Linked DNA regions of Mus musculus: all the other regions are linked to region 4. A link is a contact called in public HiChIP or PLAC-seq and promoter capture Hi-C data. All regions are on one chromosome and are shown on one strand. The core of a region is the stretch at or near the end of the contact, and the rest is flanking DNA. Distances in the headings are between cores, read along the strand shown.

Evidence for each region. HiChIP or PLAC-seq counts read pairs in DNA pulled down with a chosen protein or histone mark. Capture Hi-C pulls out chosen DNA fragments and counts their contacts.
Region 1: a promoter capture Hi-C map of adipose tissue shows a contact between it and region 4. The contact joins two enhancer-like sites. A contact is called at or near these places in 1 of 484 Hi-C or Micro-C datasets (nephron progenitors), 1 of 115 datasets of contacts at active chromatin or transcription factors (embryonic stem cells) and 4 of 9 other capture datasets (adipose tissue, embryonic stem cells, liver and 1 more).
Region 2: a contact with region 4 is called in a promoter capture Hi-C map of adipose tissue. The contact joins two enhancer-like sites. A contact is called at or near these places in 2 of 39 promoter capture datasets (cranial neural crest and macrophages), 1 of 484 Hi-C or Micro-C datasets (nephron progenitors), 2 of 115 datasets of contacts at active chromatin or transcription factors (CD8 T cells and effector CD8 T cells) and 3 of 9 other capture datasets (adipose tissue, liver and pancreatic islet).
Region 3: a contact with region 4 is called in an H3K4me3 HiChIP or PLAC-seq map of bone marrow-derived macrophages, with 5 times the contacts expected there. The contact joins two enhancer-like sites. A contact is called at or near these places in 2 of 484 Hi-C or Micro-C datasets (the C10 cell line and nephron progenitors), 4 of 115 datasets of contacts at active chromatin or transcription factors (the HPC-7 cell line, bone marrow-derived macrophages and embryonic stem cells) and 4 of 9 other capture datasets (adipose tissue, embryonic stem cells, liver and 1 more).

What each region holds. Positions count from the first base shown.
Region 1 is chr2:153,317,967-153,320,904 of GRCm38.p6, reverse strand. Kif3b (kinesin family member 3B) reads right to left here. Exons shown (of 9, transcript NM_008444.4): 3 at 529-630; 4 at 204-326; 5 at 3-121. Among named protein-coding and RNA genes, the nearest start is that of 2500004C02Rik, 26 kb to the left of the region's middle. Within about 2 kb of position 1,469, at least 68 of the 459 cell types and tissues checked have an H3K27ac peak or open chromatin away from gene starts, as enhancers often do. A contact at or near this core is called in adipose tissue, where this site is marked.
Region 2 is chr2:153,297,670-153,300,463 of GRCm38.p6, reverse strand. The region is part of intron 1 of Kif3b (kinesin family member 3B); the gene reads right to left. Among named protein-coding and RNA genes, the nearest start is that of Gm39961, 7.6 kb to the right of the region's middle. Within about 2 kb of position 1,308, at least 85 of the 459 cell types and tissues checked have an H3K27ac peak or open chromatin away from gene starts, as enhancers often do. A contact at or near this core is called in adipose tissue and pancreatic islet, where this site is marked.
Region 3 is chr2:153,074,922-153,077,621 of GRCm38.p6, reverse strand. Ccm2l (cerebral cavernous malformation 2-like) reads right to left here. Exons shown (of 10, transcript NM_001372363.1): 7 at 1,158-1,221. Among named protein-coding and RNA genes, the nearest start is that of Ccm2l, 10 kb to the right of the region's middle. Within about 2 kb of position 1,366, at least 29 of the 459 cell types and tissues checked have an H3K27ac peak or open chromatin away from gene starts, as enhancers often do. A contact at or near this core is called in the HPC-7 cell line and bone marrow-derived macrophages, where this site is marked.
Region 4 is chr2:153,197,372-153,200,383 of GRCm38.p6, reverse strand. Tm9sf4 (transmembrane 9 superfamily protein member 4) reads right to left here. Exons shown (of 18, transcript NM_133847.3): 13 at 1,951-2,034. Among named protein-coding and RNA genes, the nearest start is that of Tspyl3, 27 kb to the left of the region's middle. Within about 2 kb of position 1,698, at least 62 of the 459 cell types and tissues checked have an H3K27ac peak or open chromatin away from gene starts, as enhancers often do. A contact at or near this core is called in the HPC-7 cell line, adipose tissue, bone marrow-derived macrophages and 1 more, where this site is marked.

The DNA.
Region 1 (2,938 bases), core at 220-2,719, 120 kb before region 4:
ACTTGAGCTTTAGCTCCCGGGTGAGTTCATTCTGCGTCTGCTCCAGCTCCTGGCGCTCTTTGATGTGTTCTTCTTGGAGGTCGTGGATCTCGGCCTTCACGGCCTGAAGCTTGGAAAAGAGCTAGAGCCGAGAGACACAGCTGAGGAAAGGCTGACCAAGGAAGGCGTGCCCCTCCCCCAGGCTCCCAGCACCCATCTCCTACCTTTTTGAGCTTTTTGGTCTTGATGTCTACCTCCTGCTGCAGTGAGGTGTAAGTCTCTTTCAGTTCCAGGGTCTCCTCATCTCGACTCTCCATTTGCTGCTGGATTTCTCTTTCTCGACGTTTCTGAGCAATACCACAAAATCCATCAGCTTGCCCTAGTGACCATGTCTACACACTATGGGCTGGATGCGCCCAGTCGGCTCTGGCTAGCATGGGCTGACAGCTCCTGTCCGTTCCCTCTGGAGCTGCTCTCATCCCACTGCTGACTGCTCTGTGCCCTGATGTCAGTGCACGCCTTCTTCCCCATACAAGAATGCAAGGTTACCTGCTCTGCGATCTCCTGGCGTTTTTGCTCCAGGATCTTCTGCTGTTCGTTTGTATGATCTACTATATTTTTTCCTCCGACAAGCAGCTTACTCTCCATGGCCTGAGTGAGGAACAAAGCAAAATCCATCCTGTGGTCCATCCTACAACATAACCCCTCACAGGAAGACCTAGAGAACAGGCTTATGCCTGGCTAAGCATAATGGTCCATGCCTGTGGTCCCAACATACATATGACTGTAGCTGGAGGATTGCAAGTTACAGGCCAGCCCAGAGGACATATTGAGACCCTGTCCAAAAACAAAAACAAAAAAACAAAAAACAAAAAACAAAGAACCAAAACCTCCCCAAAAACAAACAAGCAAAAAACAGTCTGGGGCTGGGGAGATGGCTCAGTGGGTAAGAGCACTGACTGCTCTTCCATAAAGGTCCTGAGTTCAAATCCCAGCAACCACATGGTAGCCCTAATAAGATCTAATGCCCTCTTCAGGCACATCTGAAGACAGCTACAGTGTACTTATGTATAATAATAAATAAATCTTTAAAAAAAAAAAAAGTCTGGGGGAAAATACATTTGCCTTGCCCATAGCAGGATGGGACCCCATCTGACAACACTGAAGGTCTGGCAGCTTGAAACATATGTGCTTTTCAGGGTTTGGGCTTTTTAACCAAGTCATTTACTGGGTTGTTCATCCACAGCACTAACCCCACTCTACACAAACTAAACATAGCTGGTGTGCTCCAGACCAGAGATACTGCTGGCAGTGAGGACCGTGAGGCTCGGAGCCCACCTAGGGACATAGACAGGTAAACAGGCTTGGACCAGACGCTCTGGGATGCCCTCAGGAGGGAAGTGTGAGGAACTAAGGGGAGAGGCACACTAAAGGGCAAGGAGTCGAGCTCTCAGAGGAAGTTGGGGACAGCTTCCTGTCTGAAGGGACAGCCACACAAAAAGCTGAAGTAAAAATAAAAATCTACTAAGAAAACACTCCTACCCCCATTGTTAGCCCAGGAGTAGGATGCGGAAGTTGACAAAGCCAAGAGAGGTCGGAGCAAAAGCCTCAGATCCCAGTTAGGAAACCAGGCATGGTCCTGAGAGCCTCAGAAAGCATGGACAGGTATGCCAAACAGGAGTGCACAGCCAGACTGCTTTAGGACCACACCCTTGCAACAGGAGGAATTCCTGGATGAGAGCCACGGCTGAAGCCCTGGTGGGAAGCTGTTGTGCAGCAGGGCATGGGCGAAGGAGCAGGATGAGGCAGGACCAAGAGTCCCTGGGACTGAGGGAGCTGGACAGATGGCTCAGTGGTTAAGAGTACTGACTGCTCTTCCAGAGGTCCTGAGTTCAATTCCCATCAACCATGTGGTGGCTCACAACCATCTGTAATGGGATCTGATGCCCTCTTCTGGTGTGTCTGAAGACAGCCTACAGTGTATTCATATTCATAAAATATAAATAATTCTTTTAAAAAACTCACTGTAGAATATAAGGGTACCAGCAATTTCTTGCATGTACATAGTCTCCTGGAGCCAAGCACAAGAATGGTTGCAGGAAACATGGAAATAGCCCACATTAAGAGGAAAGTGGAGCGAACATCACAGAGTATTTGGAGCAGTGATAGTGATGAACACAACCACACAGCAGGCATCAGTACAGGTTCTTAGGGACAGAAGTTTGGTACGAAAAAGCAAACTGCGGTAGCACCTTAAGTAACAGCCCACGTGAAACTAGACAAGCAAGGGAACAACAAACATTGGCTTCCTGATGACTGCCCTTGTGGCTCAAGTGGCAGTGTTTGTCCCACATGCACTTAGGGCTGTGATACTCAGCACCACATAAAACATGCATGGTGGCACATGCCTGTGTTCATTCTTAGCTACTATCAAGTTCAAGGCTATCCTGGGCTACACAACACCCTACCTTAAAAAAAAAATGCCAGGCATAGTACTCTATTGTTGAGTAGGCTAAAACAGGAGCATTGCTGTGACTCAGGGCCAGCCTGGACTACACAGAAAAACCCTGATTCAAAAAAATAAAGAAATATCAAAAAATTTAAAAATACAGATGTTCAAGCCGGGCGTGGTGGAGCAGTCATAGTGATGAACACAACCACACAGCAGCAATCCCAGTACTCGGGAGGCAGAGGCAGGTGGATTTCTGAGTTCGAGGCCAGCCTGGTCTACAAAGTGAGTTCCAGGACAGCCAGGGCTATACAGAGAAACCCTGTCTCGAAAAAACAAACAAAAACAAAAAAACAAAAACAAAAATACAGATGTTCTTAAAGAGAAAGAGAAAAAGAGAGAAAGAGGGGAGGAGGAAGATGAAGGAGGAGAAGGAAGAAGAGGAGGAGGAGGAGAAGAAGAGGAGCAGGTGGTAGAAAAAGAGTTACCCTATTCCTTAATGGAAGCAAT
Region 2 (2,794 bases), core at 59-2,558, 100 kb before region 4:
GATAGCAAAGGCTTGACCAATAGATCTTCTTAAATATATATATATTTTTTTAATTTGGGAGATGAGTTTCAGACAGCGTCTTACCATTTAGCCCTGACTGCTTGAACTCACAGAGATCCATCTGCCTCAGCCTCCTGAGTGCTGGATTAAAGATCTGAGCCAAAGCCTTTTTTTTTTAATACTGTGTTCATCTACTTTGTGTGTGCACCCATGGGCGAAGGTCACAGTGCATGTGTGGAGGTAGGAGAACAACTTGCAGGATCTGATTCTCTCTGTTCACTGTGTGTCTGGACTTGAACTCAGGCCATCAGGCACCTTTATCAGCTAAGCCATCGTATCAGCCCTTAACCAAGCTTTCTAAAGGCACTGAATGAAGGGCTTCTGTACCCTCCCCTCTTTCGTGTATATGTAACAGGCAGGACTAAGTGAGTTGAGGGTTAAGTGACTGGGAAAAGAAGCTCAAGGCTCCAGCTTCAGCTGTGTGAGGCCGGCAGCTAGACTACTTCAAAGGATAAGGCTGGCCTGCCTATCTAGCCCAAAGCTGGGTCTGTAGCCTCATCCATCAAATACTGAGAAGATTCACCATTACTCTAAAACAGACAAAGGAGTTTCCCATCTCCTCAAACATCCTTTGAAGTCACTTTTTGGTTGGTTTCTTTGTTGAGATGGGGTCTCTTATAATGCCTGCTAACCTCAAAGGAACTGTGTAACCCCAAACAACTCCTGACCCTTCCGCCTCTACCTCCTGAGTAGCACTCAGGATTATAACCAAGTCCCACTGCACCTGGTTGCTATTTGCATTTCAAACTAGTTACCCAGGCACAGAAGAGAAAGGCCTCGGACAAATGGATGCTGTGGTCACTGCTCCTCTGAAAAACAACAGATGGGGCTGAGGATGCCCCTCAGTGGTGCAGCCTGTGCTTAGCGTGCAAGAGGCTCTGCATCCTAAGGAACAGAGGGAGGGAGGGAGGGAGGGAGGGAGGGAGGGAGGGAGGGAGCAGTAGAAGGCCAGCTCGATGGTTCAGTGGATGGCAGAGTTTGACCCCTGAAACCCATAGAAAGGTAGGAGATGGACTGACTCTACAAAAGTCCTCTGACCTTCACAGGCACACGTGTTCTCATGTACACACACCATGCACACACAAAAATGCACAATCATAATTAATAAATAACTTTCTTAGAGAAAAGTGAATAGTAGGCTGAGCGGTGGACTCCGGATCAGCATCTTTGGGGAAGTATTTGACTCACACAGTCTCTACTTCCCTCTTCTGGGAACTGGGAGGAACAGTTCCTGTACAAAGACTGCTGAAGACCAAATGAAAGCAGGGCTTGCAAGCTTGGCTCAGCAAGCCTTAGCTTAGCTATCGAAACACACTATCAGCTTGCTGGTAGCACAAAGTCTTGGGGGATGGGGGTGTTGTTCTGAGCCAGCTTCGTGTTTTACTGTTGGGGTGACCTCAGGCCTTGGCTGTGTTCTTTGAGCTGTGTGCAGGCACAGCTCCTCCTGCAGCTCCTACACTGTCTTCAGCTCTGGGCCTGGTGAAGGGGGTGAGGAGTGTGTAGGTCTCTTGTCTTCTGGGGTCTAGGTGAGGGGCTTCTTGCCCCTGCATGACCCCTGTCTTCTAGGGTCTTAAGTCAGGTGCTTGTACTTCTTGTCTTTGTAGGATTTTCTCTCCAAAGGTTAAGAAAGGTGACCCCAAAAGTTCGATTTGACAGCTCAGATCTTGACTACACAGATGATGCTAACAACAGTTACTTTAGTGACCTGCAGCTGGGACAGCTCCACCTAGAGATTATCCAGCTGTTTGAACAGCTCCACCCATAATTCACCCAGCTGTCTGGGTGGCTTCACCCTCAGCGCTTTCAGTAGCTCCTCTTTCTCGGCCACTGCTGCACTGCTTTTGGCTTCTGTGGCTTGACCGGAGGGAAATGGAAGGAGACCATAGTTTCACATCTGACCTGGGTGAGTGGATCCTGGTGAAATCCAGACCCTGATTTTTCCAATCTAGGCTTAGACTGTGCATGTTCAAGAAGTGCTTCTGTCATGCGCAGCACACTTAAACCAGCATCAATCTTCCTACCTTAACCCTTAGCAGGTACAGAATACACTAGCAAATAGGACTGATTTCTAGGTATCTACGTGTCCTTACCTGAAGCCTGGGACAACCCACACTCCATGTGGCCACCACTGACTGAGGATGAGACTCAAGAAGGAGCAAAGAAAACACCAGAGCTACTCGGAGTAGTGTGTGCAGTTGTGAGTCCCACAACGCTAACAGGCCTCACTGACCGCCAAATGAACAAAGGCCTTTCCTAGTGCATGGGAAATGAGGCCTGGAGCCCTTGCTTGGATGAGCTACTACGTTCAAGAGTCCTCTAGGAATTTTGGCAGAATACAGCAGCTTTACAAAGCCTTCCCCTGTCTAAAAAGCTCTGAACCTTAAGACCTACTGTTCAGCAGCCAGGAAAGAGGCATTTTGGCAGGGAGAGCATGGCCATCTGAGGTGCTGGGGGTGAGCTGTGTTAGTGAGTATATGCTCTCCCCCAGAGCTGGCTAGATTCCTTCCAACCTCCATCAGCCAAGATCCCCAGGTTAGGACGGCAACTGAAACAGCCAGAGAGAGGTAAGCAGGACCCCATCAGAGCACCCACTTACTACTACTCCACAGACCGGCATCGAGCCAGCCTGGGAAAAGCAGATCTGGATGACTTAGGTGGACAATGTAAGACCCTCCAGGCTGTCTTCCTTCAGCAGGGGCTAAGGCACTGGTAGTACCTTGGGCCTCTTGGAATA
Region 3 (2,700 bases), core at 117-2,616, 120 kb after region 4:
GAACACAGACCTAGCAAGGGCGTAGACTCCTGAGTTCGCATTCCAGCCTGCTTCTGCTCACAAGCCAAGTCTGTCTGACCCTTGGGATGCTAAACTTTGTTTCCCTAATCTTCAGCTTCTCCATCTGTAAAATGGGATGATGAAGATTGGTGTCACTGTGAAAAATGACAGGAACTAACGTTTGTCAAGCACTTCAGACTGTAGAGCCCACGTAACAGATAACTAGCCACACAGCAGCTAACAAAAGCCAATGATACACAATCACATGGCAAGCTCAGCGAATGGGTCCTTAGTGTGATTCTGCTCACCTCTGCTAAATCAGGTCAGTTATGGGCTAGTTTATACACACATGGGTTCGGGAATACAAATGTAGTGCCAATATCAACATTGGTATGGTAGGGCACAGGCCACTGGCAGGGGCCACTACTTGCCAACATCAGAATCTTTACAGGACCAGGATAACTCCCTACCACAGGCCTGCTGAGGGTTTTATTGGATTTAAACTGAAAATCCCATATCTTGGGAAACTCCTCAATCCTGAGCAAACGGGGATGGGCAATGTTTCTAACAGAATTGTTTTTAAAACATTTTGAGGGAGGTTTCATATATCCCAGGTTTGTCTTGAACTCATTATGTAGCCAGCGGTGACTCTCTGGTCCTCTTGCTTCTACCTTCTGAATGTAGACATGACAGGTGTGCATCAGGGTATGCAGTGCTGGGGATTGAACCAGGGCTTTGTGCATGGCAGGGGAAGTACTCTACCAGCTGAGCTACACCCCGAGCCTGCAGAAGCCTGCAGTCTTGCTTGCAGCTAGTTCTGACCAAGCCGCCAAAATTTGACTACTAAAATCTAAGCTTGATGGTGAGTGTGTGTGTGTGTGTGTGTGTGTGCACATGCTGTAGGGATGGAACCCAGGGCTTTTCATACAGTGAACATGCATGGTGATGCTGTAGTATTCTCTGATCTCCATCCTCCCTAAAGTCATTTAAGAGGCCACTGGTGTGCTGTTGCATGGTTGGAGCTACAGCTTGGACATGAGGCCACTCTGAGGATGGTGAAGAAGAAGCTGTGACTGGAAGAAAGGCAAATCATGCTTGTAGGAGTTCGGGAGGGGCTGAGGAGAGGAACTGGTGTCCCAGACAGAGCTGATACTCACAAGGAGCTGCAGCAGCTCAAGTCGGCATCATAGGCAAACGTCCCGTCCGTACGACAGCTCTCACCTGGGACCAGCAGACAGGAGAACTGTCAGAGGTGACATGCAGGCTCCAATATCCCAGGCTCCCTGCACCCCTTGGCCTTGGCAGCACCCTGGGATCTAGTTCTGGTCAAGCCCTGACACATAGCTAACCTCAGGCAACTGACCTCCCTAATCCTCGCCTTCCTCAGTGCCAAGGTCCATAGCAGCTGACAAATAAATGAGAGGCAGTGGGAGAGTGTTGGTAAATGTGTGTTTGTGTGCACATGCTGTAGGGATGGAACCTGGGGCTTATGCAATCAAGGGTTGGAATTAAACCCTTCATTGGTCTCCACAAGGCCAGTGACACAGCTGCTGGGGCTGCGCAAACAGAGACCACTCCAGAGCAGGCTGTGGGGGAGGGAATTGATGTAATGTCTGTGAGGGGAGCAGAGAGAGGGGGGGGAGGGGGAGGGGAGGGGAGGGGAGGGGGAGGGGGAGAGATGCAGACAGAAGCTTTGGAACTTAGACACACTGAGCTTGGATTCTGACTCTGACCTACCAACCATGTGACCTGTGACTACTTGAGCCTCAATGCTTACTATCTGTAAAACTAGATTCACGGGACATCAGAGAGGCTCTTCTACCCCCTCCCCCTTTTCTCAATGTAGCCCTGGCTGGACTGGAACTTGCAGTAGATCAGGTTGGTGTTGACCTCAGAGATCTTTTTGCCTCTGCTTCCCAAGTGCTGAGATGAAAGATGTATATCACCACCATGCACAGATCTTTTTTCTTCTTTTTAAAGATAAAGTTTCTCCACTGCAGCTCAGGCTGACCTGAAACTCGGATCCTTCTGCCTCATCGTCCCAAAAGCTTGGGACTATTAACTAATGTGCTTAGGTCTGAGTTTGCACGTGCCATGGTGCCCATGTGGAGGTCGTGGGGGAAACTTTTGAAACTCAGTTGTCAAGGTTGGCAGCAAGCCCCTTTCCCCACTGAGCCAGCTCACCTGCCTGGGGACTGAGCAGTTTTCATTTCTCTGAAGACTACTTCTCTAGCATCTGTGAGGTGTCCACGTCTGTGCTAAGTGAATGTGAAAGGTAAGATGCCATAAAGACTCAAGAAGACTTGGCATCTGGCTATTGTGCTTGGCATATAACTGGCACTCAACAAATGTCCCTGTTAGTCTCACTTTAATTCCAACCCTTGATTGCATACATGGACTAATCTGGAAATGTCAGCCCTAGGAATCTCATGGGGTGAGATGGCTCAGCTAGCCGACAGTACACATGCTGAACTTTCTGCAAAGCAGGGACACCCAAAACAAGAGAGACGTTCAAGTGCCTAAGTTCAAACTCATCCCAAACTTGACAACCTGAGCATCAGGTCATCGCTAAAGAGGTCATCAAGAAGAATGACATTCTATCAAGTGGACCCCTAGACCCGGGGTCCAGCTCAGAACTCCCAAAGGCCTTCATCAGCTCTGACTATCAGGACATGCAGCCTCTCCCAGTGCTTTGTGGGA
Region 4 (3,012 bases), core at 449-2,948:
GGAGCCTCCAGGGAGGCAGTGGGGACTGAGAATCCCAAGGAGTCATGAAGGTGCCATAAGGACAGACACTACACAAGGGCTGCTGTGTGAAGACAAGGGAGAAGGCAAAACTGCTAGAGTTTGGTTAAAATGAAACTTCACAGCATTCTCCCAAGTGGAGAAGAGCAGGGCATGGCTCTGGAGTAATAAAAGAACTCCATTTTAATAAAATTCATTTTATTCAACAGGACCTCTTATATCCTAGGTAGCTGGCTTTGAACCTACTATGTAGCCAAGGACGACCTTGAACTCCCGATCCTCTTGCCTCCAGCTCCTGGGTGCTGGGATCGGAAGGCATGCACTAGCATAGTGAGTCCATGAAGTGCTGCAGCCGGAACTCAGGGTTCCCAGCACGCTAGGCAAGCACTCTGCTAACTGAGCTGCACCCTAGGCTCCCAAATTCAGTGTTTGGATGTGCATGTGTCTGGAAAAGCCTACAACAGAAAGCTAACAGTGCTTCTGTAGAAGGGGGGTGGGGTTAGAACTGATATTTTTCATCTTCCCCATCATCTTCTGTAAGTCATTTTCTATAAGGCTTGTGCAAAAATCAGTATGTTAACAACATATTAATGTGGGAGGGTAAATTTGTGCAGCCACTATAGAAACCAGTATAAAGTAAAAACACAGATCCCACATGGCTCAGCTCTATTACTTGGGTACAGATGCAGAGAACTTTCAGTCAGCACACTACAAAGACACTTGTACATCCACCTCTACTGCTGCACTGGTCCCAACAGCCAGGAAATGGATGTACCGAAGATGAAGAAAAGGAAATACCAACACTCTGCGGGAAATGGATGGAACTTGAAACTGTTATGTTAAAATAAGCCAGACTCTGAAAGACAAATACTGCAAGTTTTCTCTTATACATAGAACCTACACTAAACATTTTTGTATCTACATTTATATATGTGTATATGTAACTCATGAAACTAGAGAGGGATCATTAGAAGGAAGGAAGAGATCTTCACGTAGGGGAAATAGGGTAATGGAATACATGTGATAAGAAAGCAGAAGTTGGGAGTCAGCTGGGGAAGAAGGGGAGCAGCCAGAGGGGGCAGGGACAAGGAAGAGGACAGTGAGTAAAGACTGAGTGAGTGACAAAGCAGAGTGACAGAGTGTAAAATGCTGCAATGCAATGTATTACTGTGTATGCAACCTAAAAATAAGAAACAGAGGACATTAAATGTTTAGAACAGTATTACAATAAGCATCATTCGTTGTAAATTTTAAATCATATACTCTCATTTTAAACATCTCTGTTGAAGGAGAAAGATGGAAAGAGTACACATCTAAAACCTCCACGGTAGGTATTCACCTCTGGATGGCTCCACTGCTTCATTTCCTACTGTCTCTGTGCTCTTTAGAAAGCCCACCTTGAATACCAGGGTGGGGGAAGTGTTCATGCTGCTGGAAAGCAGCAGCCTACACTCATACCATATCCAGAGTCCTTAGCAGCCCTAACAAGCACCTGCCCCACCCTCCCTCCGTCACAGAGTCCCGAGGAGCTGCTGGCAACCTCAAGGCTTAATGGGAGCTCCACTCTGGGTTGGTGCTGACAGGATGCTGAGGTGAGCCTTCTCCACGAATACCAGGCAGCTCTCACTTGATTAAACCACGGGGAATTCCCCGACTGGCCCCTGGAGTGTGGAAACCTCCCTTTAGAGAAGTCATCTGTGGCCAGCTGTTCCCAAGCCTGCAGAAAGGCCAGGGCCAGGGCACAGGCAGATGATAAGATGGGCAATGCTGGGGAAACCCCAGCCAACCTTCAACCCCTACAGCTGGGAACAGAACTCTGGGGGCTCAGAAAAGGGAAGGGAACAGTAACAGGAAATGTCCTTAGGGAATAGGACTGAGCCTCACCAGCTCTCCTTGCTGGAGAGGGGCTTGGCAGCGGGGAAAGGTACTTACTGCTCCTGATGAGTGCTTTCCCCAGATGAAGCAATTCAACACAAAGCAGATGCCGAAAACCACACCAGGATACAGTGTCGCTGTCTGGGAGCAAGAGGAACAGGTTGGGGAGCTGCATCTGGCTTCCCACAGGTCCTTGGGGAGCTGAGGACCAGAGGCTTCCTTTGGGTTTCTGCTTAAGCACAGCTTCTTTTCTGATCCCACACAAGACAGGCCTCCTGTTCTGAGACTTTGCAGAGCCCTGTAACTGCTTTTTCCTTGCTCTCAACCTACTTCCTAATTATAGATGGTGGTCACCTTATAAAGGGTCTACTTAGGATCTTTTGAATTGGCGATGTTCTGCCGGTTAGAGGCCTTCTGTAGCAACCACACTAACTTTGGCGTGTGAGATATACATCCATCTCCGACTCTATCAAACTGAGATGTAATCTCACCGAGACAAGGAGCACCAGCATATGCTTTGCTGCCTGATCAATGTCTGTTTCCCCATTACACTGTAAATCCTGTACTCTGTTGTGTTCTCATCACACAGCACAGCAGCTACTCACTAAGTATTTGCTTCATAAATAAATAAAACGGCCAGAAAATATGTACGTTTAGGCTCCAACTCCAACTGCCTAAAATAATGGTTCAGCTTTAGTAGCTTCTTAAAGATGGCAACTGTGGGCTCTACCTGTACCATCTCACCTCACCCTCACTACAGACAGGTTTAGAAGAGACCCTACTAAAAGATAAGGGCATCTCTCCACTCTAGATCACACTTTATCAAGGGCAGAGCAGAGTTTAGAACCTAGACACCCTCCAAAGCCTGATTTCACGCAATGTAATCTAGTCAGTCTCTCAGGCTAGAGGCCAGGCACAAAAACCCAAGGCCCCAGGCTTACACTTGAGTCTCATCCTTCCACACTGGGATGATCTAGGCATCCAGATAGGTCACTAAGCACAGAGGTCAAGGCCCAAGCTAACACTCAAACTGTGTATTAACTTCTTTGGCTCACTGTCTCCCATCCAATAGCTAGTCACTGCTCTTGTGAGTTCTTGTCCTTGGGCCCTCTTGTGGGT